2 separate regions of the Salmo salar genome follow, and region 2 is linked to region 1. The links are chromatin contacts, called in public Hi-C maps. All regions are on one chromosome and are shown on one strand. The core of a region is the stretch at or near the end of the contact, and the rest is flanking DNA. Distances in the headings are between cores, read along the strand shown.

Evidence for each region. A called contact is a pair of places that touch in the nucleus more often than the background predicts.
Region 2: a contact with region 1 is called in a Hi-C map of gill, with 3 times the contacts expected there. The contact joins the enhancer-like site here to the promoter of prrc2b in region 1. A contact is called at or near these places in 2 of 3 Hi-C or Micro-C datasets (blood and gill).

Annotation. Positions count from the first base shown.
Region 1 is chrssa01:138,829,762-138,834,107 of Ssal_v3.1, reverse strand. It overlaps prrc2b (proline-rich coiled-coil 2B), which reads left to right and starts at 2,092. Exons shown (of 31, transcript XM_014133027.2): 1 at 2,092-2,292.
Region 2 is chrssa01:138,942,557-138,946,467 of Ssal_v3.1, reverse strand. nup214 (nucleoporin 214) reads left to right here. Exons shown (of 37, transcript XM_014133105.2): 17 at 275-433; 18 at 608-711; 19 at 814-1,005; 20 at 1,206-1,291; 21 at 1,383-1,466; 22 at 1,573-1,860; 23 at 2,090-2,257; 24 at 2,966-3,074. Among protein-coding and RNA genes, the nearest start is that of nup214, 30 kb to the left of the region's middle. Within about 2 kb of position 2,612, at least 3 of the 13 cell types and tissues checked have an H3K27ac peak or open chromatin away from gene starts, as enhancers often do.

The DNA of each region.
Region 1 (4,346 bases), core at 843-3,342:
TTTTGTATTATGTGTATTTCTCTATTTCAATATTATCCCCTCCCTAAGCTACAATAGTTTATATCTGCAACTCCTATCACTCCCTTAGAGACCAATCCATCAATTTACCCCTAAGAGCAGGGAAAGTAATTAACACCTTTTTCACATCTTACTGACAAACCATCGATGAGTGCATTGTGGGCAAATGCAAAAGCCTATGAATGTCAAAACTGCCCTATATACATAGACATGGAATCACTGGTCACTTTAATAATGGAACACTAGTCACTTAAATACTGTTTACATCCTGCTTTACTCATTTCATATGTATATACTGTATTCTATTCTACTGTATTTTAGTTAATGCCAATCTGACATTGCTCGTCCTAATACTTCTTAACTCCATTATTTTACTTTAGATTTGTGTGTATTGTTGTGAATTGTTAGATACTACTGCACTGTTGGAGCTAGGAACACAAGCATTTCGCTACACCCGCAATAACATCTGCTAAATATGTGTATGTGACCAATAAAATTTGCTTTGCTTTGATTTGAACAAGGTTTGTCGTTCCAATGCACCAGTCTAGTCATTCAAATATCTTGATAAGTGCGCCCTCAAGAGGGCATTTTAAGCTCTTACTCTACTATGACGGATTCTCAATCCATATTTTGTGAGGGTCCAATACTCGCAAATGACTCTGTTATTGCTCTGAAATATCACTGTGTTGGTCTTTTAAATTGGATGTGTAGGTATTGTGCACCTTTGTGTCTCACTACAAGTATTAATCAATAGTTAGTTTCTGTATGCTGTCTCAATAAAGGCTATGTGATACCATTGTCGTGGTACGTGCCACATATTGATAGTAGTTTGGCCAAGGCTTCTGTCTACTTAACTAGACGGGTCCGTGGATTCTAAACACCAGGCACCGTCCTCATAGCACCATGACACAGACATACGCACAGATGCACTTAAAGACACAGACGCGCAGTCACACAGGCACACAGGCACACAACACAAAAACATGCACACACAGATTTATTTAAAAAAATATATATATTTCACCTTTATTTAACCAGGTAAGCTAGTTGAGAACAAGTTCTCATTTACAACTGCGACCTGGCCAAGATAAAGCAAAGCAGTGCGACACAAACAACAACACAAAGTTACACATGGAATAAACAAGCGTACATATGTGGGCAAACACAGATAAACACACAAACACACATACACTGGTTTGAGTGACATAAAATTGAATTAACCTTTCATTAGTCCCATACTCATAATCACAAGGTTTCAGTAGAGGTCAGATAGGATTAGTAGACAATGACGTGATTCTGCTCTAAATCATAATCTGAAAGAACATCAGCAACTACAACATAACAAGACACATAAGGTACCGTCACACACACACAAACCAAACTCACGCACGCACGCACACACGCACACACACACACAAATAGATAACCTTAGCAGCATCCACCCATCCCAGCTGCCTTTGGGATGTAGTGGAGATTCCCCTTAGGTTAATGTGATTACCCAGATCATTGTCTACTTTGCTCTTCCTACCCTCCCGTCACTCACTGCCGCCATTGTAAATACATGTTTTCTGCTCACTGGAGGTGCACTGTTGGCATCGGGTTTGCCATTATTGACCAAGACAGTGATTAAAAAGCATGCGATACAGTGCTGCTGGCTGCAGTTTGTCTCCTCAACCACTGAACTTGATATTGCAACCGTAAGATCACTGCAATTTCGAAGAGGTCGATGTCAAGCATAGCATTGGTACTGACTCATTGCTCTTCATGAGAATTACTTGTTTTTGCCCATAAATTAAGGCATTCTCTAGTGCACAGTTTTTTTTTGCAATGACATAAAATAATATATGTTTTCCACAAGAAACATGACATGTTTTGATGCAAGAAGCTCTCATCCTATTCATCACCAAATCATACAAAATAAATAAGACATGGAGAAAAACTCAAGGGGAAACATATCACAAATGTGATATCAGTGTACATTGAATATAAGCAAATACAAGTTCATAAATCTCTGTAACTGAAATGTAATGTTCTAAAAAGGACGCCAGGGGTCACTGCTCCATTTTCTTCGTCATATCCGTATACAACCACACCAGTCGACGAGAGCAAGGACTTTCTTTTTCAGGCCGGGTAGGTTGCCCACCAACAACTCAAGTAAACGGTCAAATAGATTAAGAGTCGGCAGCACAATCACCAGCCATCCTTTGAAGAAACCTAATATTTAGGAATTAAATCTCCTTTATTGATCACACGAAATACTAACAAGTAAAATCGGTGAGTTATTAATGTGATTTGGGGTTATATGTATGTTTTTGCATTGACTTCTTCGACTGCCCAGTTTTATTGTTGCTTTGTTCTGGGCAGCAGCCATTTTTAATAATCTTGTCCTATATATTTATCGCTGCCTGCCGTGGTCCTGAAATCTGGAAAATTGCTTATATACTTTGTTCTCAGCTCAAAGGCAAGGGTTTCATTATAGCTACGTGTTCTAGTCTCAGATGCCAAATTTGTGCGTTTTCTGGGGATTTGTTTTTGGAATACAAGACAGGAACTTCATCTGATTTGCCGTCTCACAATCTTCGCTAGCTAGTAACGTTAGTTGTTAGGTTAGCTAATTTAACATCTAGCTAAATAACTTCGGTGTCAATATTATTTTAAACTGAGATATCAACACCTAATCAATTATTGTCATGATTAAGGATTAATGGCAATGTGTCACCGCTGTTTTTCACGAAGTCGCAGACATAAACAACGCAATGTTTACATACTGTGATGCTGTGCAGACCAAGCGTGTAGCTTGCTAGCAAGCTAACAAGCTAATTCAGTTCGGATGGCTAACTAGTTAGCTCGCCCCTGCCTGCCACTACGTTTGACCAGTACGTTATGATTTCACTATCAACATGGATTCATCCATGGCCTAATTCCCTCTGTTTTAACTAATATTGTAATTGATAGACATAAGCCAATATGTATTGTGTAGCGAGCATCAACCATGTTTTGCAATTATATTAGCAAACGTTAACTAGCTAGCATCCGTATAAAATAGCTGGCTAACATCACTGCAAACTGCCATTTTAATTATGCCTTGGTGGTAGCTAGAAAGCTGTGTTGTTTTATTTGGGGGTTTGTTGCCTTTGAACCGTTTGTTTGCTGATGAATATCTGATTATTTGGATCCATCTTTAAAATAATTGAGTGTTAACCCGGAATAATTGAACTAGCTATTCTGAATGTCTTTTTTACCATCAATATTAACCCGCTAGAACTGATACGCGTCAAGAAATAACGGCGACAAACACACTGGAAAACTTTAAACGAAAGATTACAGAATTAGGTTGTTGTTAAACATTCTGATTTGTACAATCCATCCAACTAAAAGTCTTAATACGACATATCACTTTACATTTGTATTTTGGGAGGAATTTATATTTTATCTGAATTTGACCGAAGTCATGTTGGAAAAGTGACGTCAAGGGAAGAGTACAGGAGTATGCAGCGTTCAAAACAACTGGGAACTCGTAGGTGAAAACGAGCTCCGACTGGGAGAATTGTTTTGAATGGTCATCCAACTCGGAATTCGAACTCGGGCGTCGTTCTAGAGCTCTGACGTCATGACTTGGCCTCGTATTTTTCAGTGTTCCCAGTTGTTTTGAACGCTTTAGCTCGTTTTGCATGGCCTGATGCACATCAAATCAAATTTTATTGGTCACATACACACATTTAGCAGATATTATTGCGGGTGTAGCGAAATGCTTTTGTTCCTAGCTCCAACAGTGCAGTAGTATCTAACAATTCACCACAATATACACAAATCTAAAAGTAAAATAATGGAATTAAGAAATATATAGATATTAGCTGAGCAATGTAGGAGTGGCATTGACTAAAATACAGTAGTATAGAATACAGTATATACATATGAGATGAGTGAAGCACTATGTAAACATTATTAAAGTGACTAGTGTTACATTATTAAAGTGGCCAGTGATGCTATGTACATAGGGCAGCACCCTCTAAGGTGCAGGGTTGAGGAACTGGGTAGATGCTGGCTAGTGATGGCTATTTAAGTCTGGCATTGAGATAATGTTTTTCAGTCCCTGCTTTGATGCACCTCTACTGGATGATAGTGGGGTGAACAGGCCATGACTAGGGTGGTTGACGTCCTTGATGATCTTTTTGGCCTTCTTGTGACACCGGGGTGCTGCAGGTGTCATGGGAGGCAGGTACTGTGTCCTCAGTGACGTGTTGAGTAGACTAGTCCCATTCTCAACCCTCTGGAGAGCCCTGTGTTTGCGGGTGGTGCAGTTGCTGTACCAGGAGGTGATATAGCCT
Region 2 (3,911 bases), core at 1,363-3,862, 110 kb before region 1:
CGGATTTAATTTCATTTGATTAGATGTTATTATTTCAGAGATAAGGCCAGCATCAATCAGAATATGAAGCTCTGTGTAGTTGCCATTGTTAATTTATGTACCCAGTTGTGTAAATTCAAAGTAACAAAGTAATCAGTTGCATTCACGTGGCCCATGAACTCACACCCCCTGGTGTTGCCAGGTCTATAACAACAAAATTAGCCATTTCAACTTAAGTACAACCACCTAGACCTCATAGGCTCTTACCATGTGTATGTGTGCTTGTTCTCCCCAGTCTCTCCACGGGGACATCAGCACTCTGAAGACCACCATGCTGGAGGGCTTTGCCGGGGCGGAGGACGCAAAGGCCCAGAGTGAGCTCAACAGACACCGGGGCTACCTGCAGCTGCTGTACAAGAAACCACTGGACCCACGCAGTGAAGACCAACTCAAGGTAAGCCTCTGGATAGATACGGAATGAATGGTTAGATGTGTATATCGAACGTCTATCATTCCTCAGGGTGGATGTGGTAGAAATGGTAAAAGCCTAACACTATTGAAAATAATTCACTGTGTAGAAGACTTTGTTGGACTGTCATTTCTTTTGGGGTTTTCTCCCCATAACCAGGAGATTCGCAGGCTGTACCAGTATGTAAAGTTTGCTGTGGAGGATGTGAACGACGTGTTGGACCTGGAGTGGGAGAAACATCTGGAGAATAAGAAGAAACAGAAGTGAGTGAGAATTCTCTTTCACTTCCTATGTCAATTTCCAATTGTCATTGAATGTTTCCTTTCTAACCAGTTTCCTCTGTGGTACTCCTCTGTCTCTTCCAGACACATGATTGTCCCAGAGAGGGAGGCTCTATTCACAGCCTTGGCCAACAACCTGGACATCATCAACCAGCAGAAGCAGAGGCTGGACACACTGGTCAAAGACCTCCATGCCCTGCGGCTCTACAACAAGACTGCAGCCTGGAGCACTCCTGCCCCCAGCCAGCCTGCTGCTACCACCCCCACCGAACAGAGGTATGTACAAGGGTGTATACCTGAAATACAATGGCCAGATTTATTGTAGCATGAAGATCTGTTCAGAGGCAGTAAGTTTTTTTTTATGTCAAATTTTTCACTGGGGTATGTGTGTTGCAAAGTAGTGTTTTTTTATTTTATTTTTATGCATAGTGGTTAAAAATCAATGATCACTTATGAATTCCCTCTGTATTTACTAGTTTGGACAACGAGCTGGAGAGTTTGAGGGATGCACTCCTGAAAGCCAGTCTGGAGACCATTCCCAAGACCACTTCGAAATCTCCAGGCAAAATGCTTACATTTTCCAACACGTCTCACTGTGTTAACTGTTGTGCTTGAGAGATGTAAATGTAATTTGACTCCTTCAATTTCTGCAGCCAAAATGTCTCCGATGAAGCAGTCTCAGCTGCGTAACTTTCTCTCCAAGAGGCAGACACCACCAGTCCGCTCCACCGCTCCAGGTATTCCCAACACCAACACACAGAACACAGTGACCAGTGCTGAGCAGTGAAGTATAAGTAACGTGTGGCATTTACCCCTCCTGAATGTCCTCTATCTTTCCCCCAGCCAACCTGTCCCGCTCGGCCTTCCTCTCTCCCAAATACTACGCGGACCTGGACGATGTGAGCTCCACCTCCTCCCTGTCTCAGGCCCTGGACCCAGACTACTCCCATTATTTTGCGGAGGAAGAACCAGAGCCTGAGCCTGCCCCCCTCCCCATGCTCCCCCTCTCTATGCCCCGCCACCCCACGGTGGTACGCACCCCCTCCATAGCCCCGGGGTTTGGGGCCATCCAGTCCACTCCCTTCAGTAAGGTGCGCCAAGGACTGGGCCTCAGCCCCATCATGAGCCCAGGTAGGAAACTATTGAGCTTATTTGACCTTTATTTAACCAGGTTGGTTGGAGAACAGCAGGTAATACAACTTTGCTGTTGTTTAGTAGTATGTCATTGATATTGTATGTTTTACCCTCTAGTATCAACCATCAGGACACAGAGAGGACAGACAACCTTATGTCAAAGTGCTGTACTATGGTTTTAAGAGAGCTATTCTGTAGTACAGTAAGTCATCAAATTCTTCTCTAGTTCCAACCAATAAGATCAACATGGGAGGTGCCGACAGCACGGCACTAGCCACTAAGACGGTGAAGCACGGAGCCCCGCCTACTGAGAAGGCCACACCCGTCCCCCTTCCTGCCCAACAGGCTGCTGCTAAAGCCGCTTTCCTCAGACAAATGGCCAATCAGAAACCAGGTAGGCGGGTTGCAATTAATGGGAAGTACATTGCATTTGTGACCGTTTTTCTGTCACTGTAACAACATACAATGTTGCCTTGAGACCTAGTATAAAATCTATGGACATTTTTTTTCTTTCTGCTCTGCAAAGGACATGGGCTTTGGGATCTGTTTCTGTGTTGTGACCATGTTAGGCTATGTTACCTTAACAGTATAACTCGTTTTAAAAAAGAACAAGCTAGGAAGAAACTTTCATTGTTAATCTCACTACATTTAAAACAGTTTGAAGACACTCAGATTAAGAGACCGGTAGAGCTTCTATTCTGCTCACTGTCGGTTCACTTTGAACAGTAAAACTCAATGCTATGTTCATACTCAGACACCAGGGGGAGACAAAGACCTCAGGATCATAGGTGAACTGACAGCCTCATGACTTTACTATGAAGAATAATGGTTGACAATAGTTTAATCAATAAATTAAATAATTACATACAATTATTTAAACAGTGCTTTTAAAGTTTTAATCAATTGAGACTATTCGTCTGAATATAGTGTACATCAGTCTGTTGGTAACCCAAAATAACATGACCGGTATGATTTGAAGTGATTGAATGAAAAGGTTAGATAATTTTTACACACAAAAGTGACAAAATATGTGCGTCTGGTTGTCCCAATGTCAGTTTTAATGACAAATTGTCATTGACGTTTCTTCTTTGTGGTCAACCAGCAGTCAGTGGCTCTCTGACAGAGTCCACCCTGAAGACTGTTCCCCAGGTGGTCAACGTACAGGAGCTCAATGACAAAGGACCGCCACCGCCTATCTCCACTGTGATCAGGTAATCCATCATCATCATCAATTTTACCATCCCTCTTCATCAGGGCGTCACCTTGGGCCTACGCTCAAGAATGCTAGGCACCTTTTCTGATTACAATTCACAAAAAGTAGAAAGGACATTAAATGAAACAAAATATTATGTAGATAAGAAATCTGTAGACAGTGAATACATTTCGTTAGGAACGGGCTGAGTGGATCCTATCTAATATTGTTACAATAGTTGGCTGATTCCAATCTAACCATTACTGTAAAAATAACCTACAGTCCACATAACTACTGTACACAGCAGCTTTCTTGTTTTTGTTTGTCTAATTGAAAAACTTCTGTGTGCTGCAGTGTTAAGGTCTGCTGACAGTGCTGAGCCCCTCAGGGTCTGACACAGTGACTGTGTGTTTAAAAAAAAAAGTAATGTCACGGAAATACAAAGTCTTTCTTTGTAGTCTAATACGTGTAAGGTGTACACTATATACTGTATTTGAGTTTGAACCATGCAGGGTCTTCTGATAGGCAAAGCTTTAAAACGAGGTTCCGCTGAGTGCCAGATTACTCTATGGTGGATGGAGGGAGAGAGGGGTTATCGCTATTTTAGCTTGGCGAGGCACATTTACAATGACTCGCTGATGCAGAAAGAGACAGCTACACACACAAATAAGGGCAATAGAAAGAACAGGGTGAGCGGGTGTGCTGTACAGACAGTGACAGGACTAGACTGGTGCTGCATGAAGGGGCCATGTGTGTGTGTGTGTGTGGGGATGGGCACACACATGGGCAATGGACCATGTTATAAAGTGTGTGTGTGTGTGTGTGTGTGTGTGTGGGTGGGTGAGTTTACGTCCTG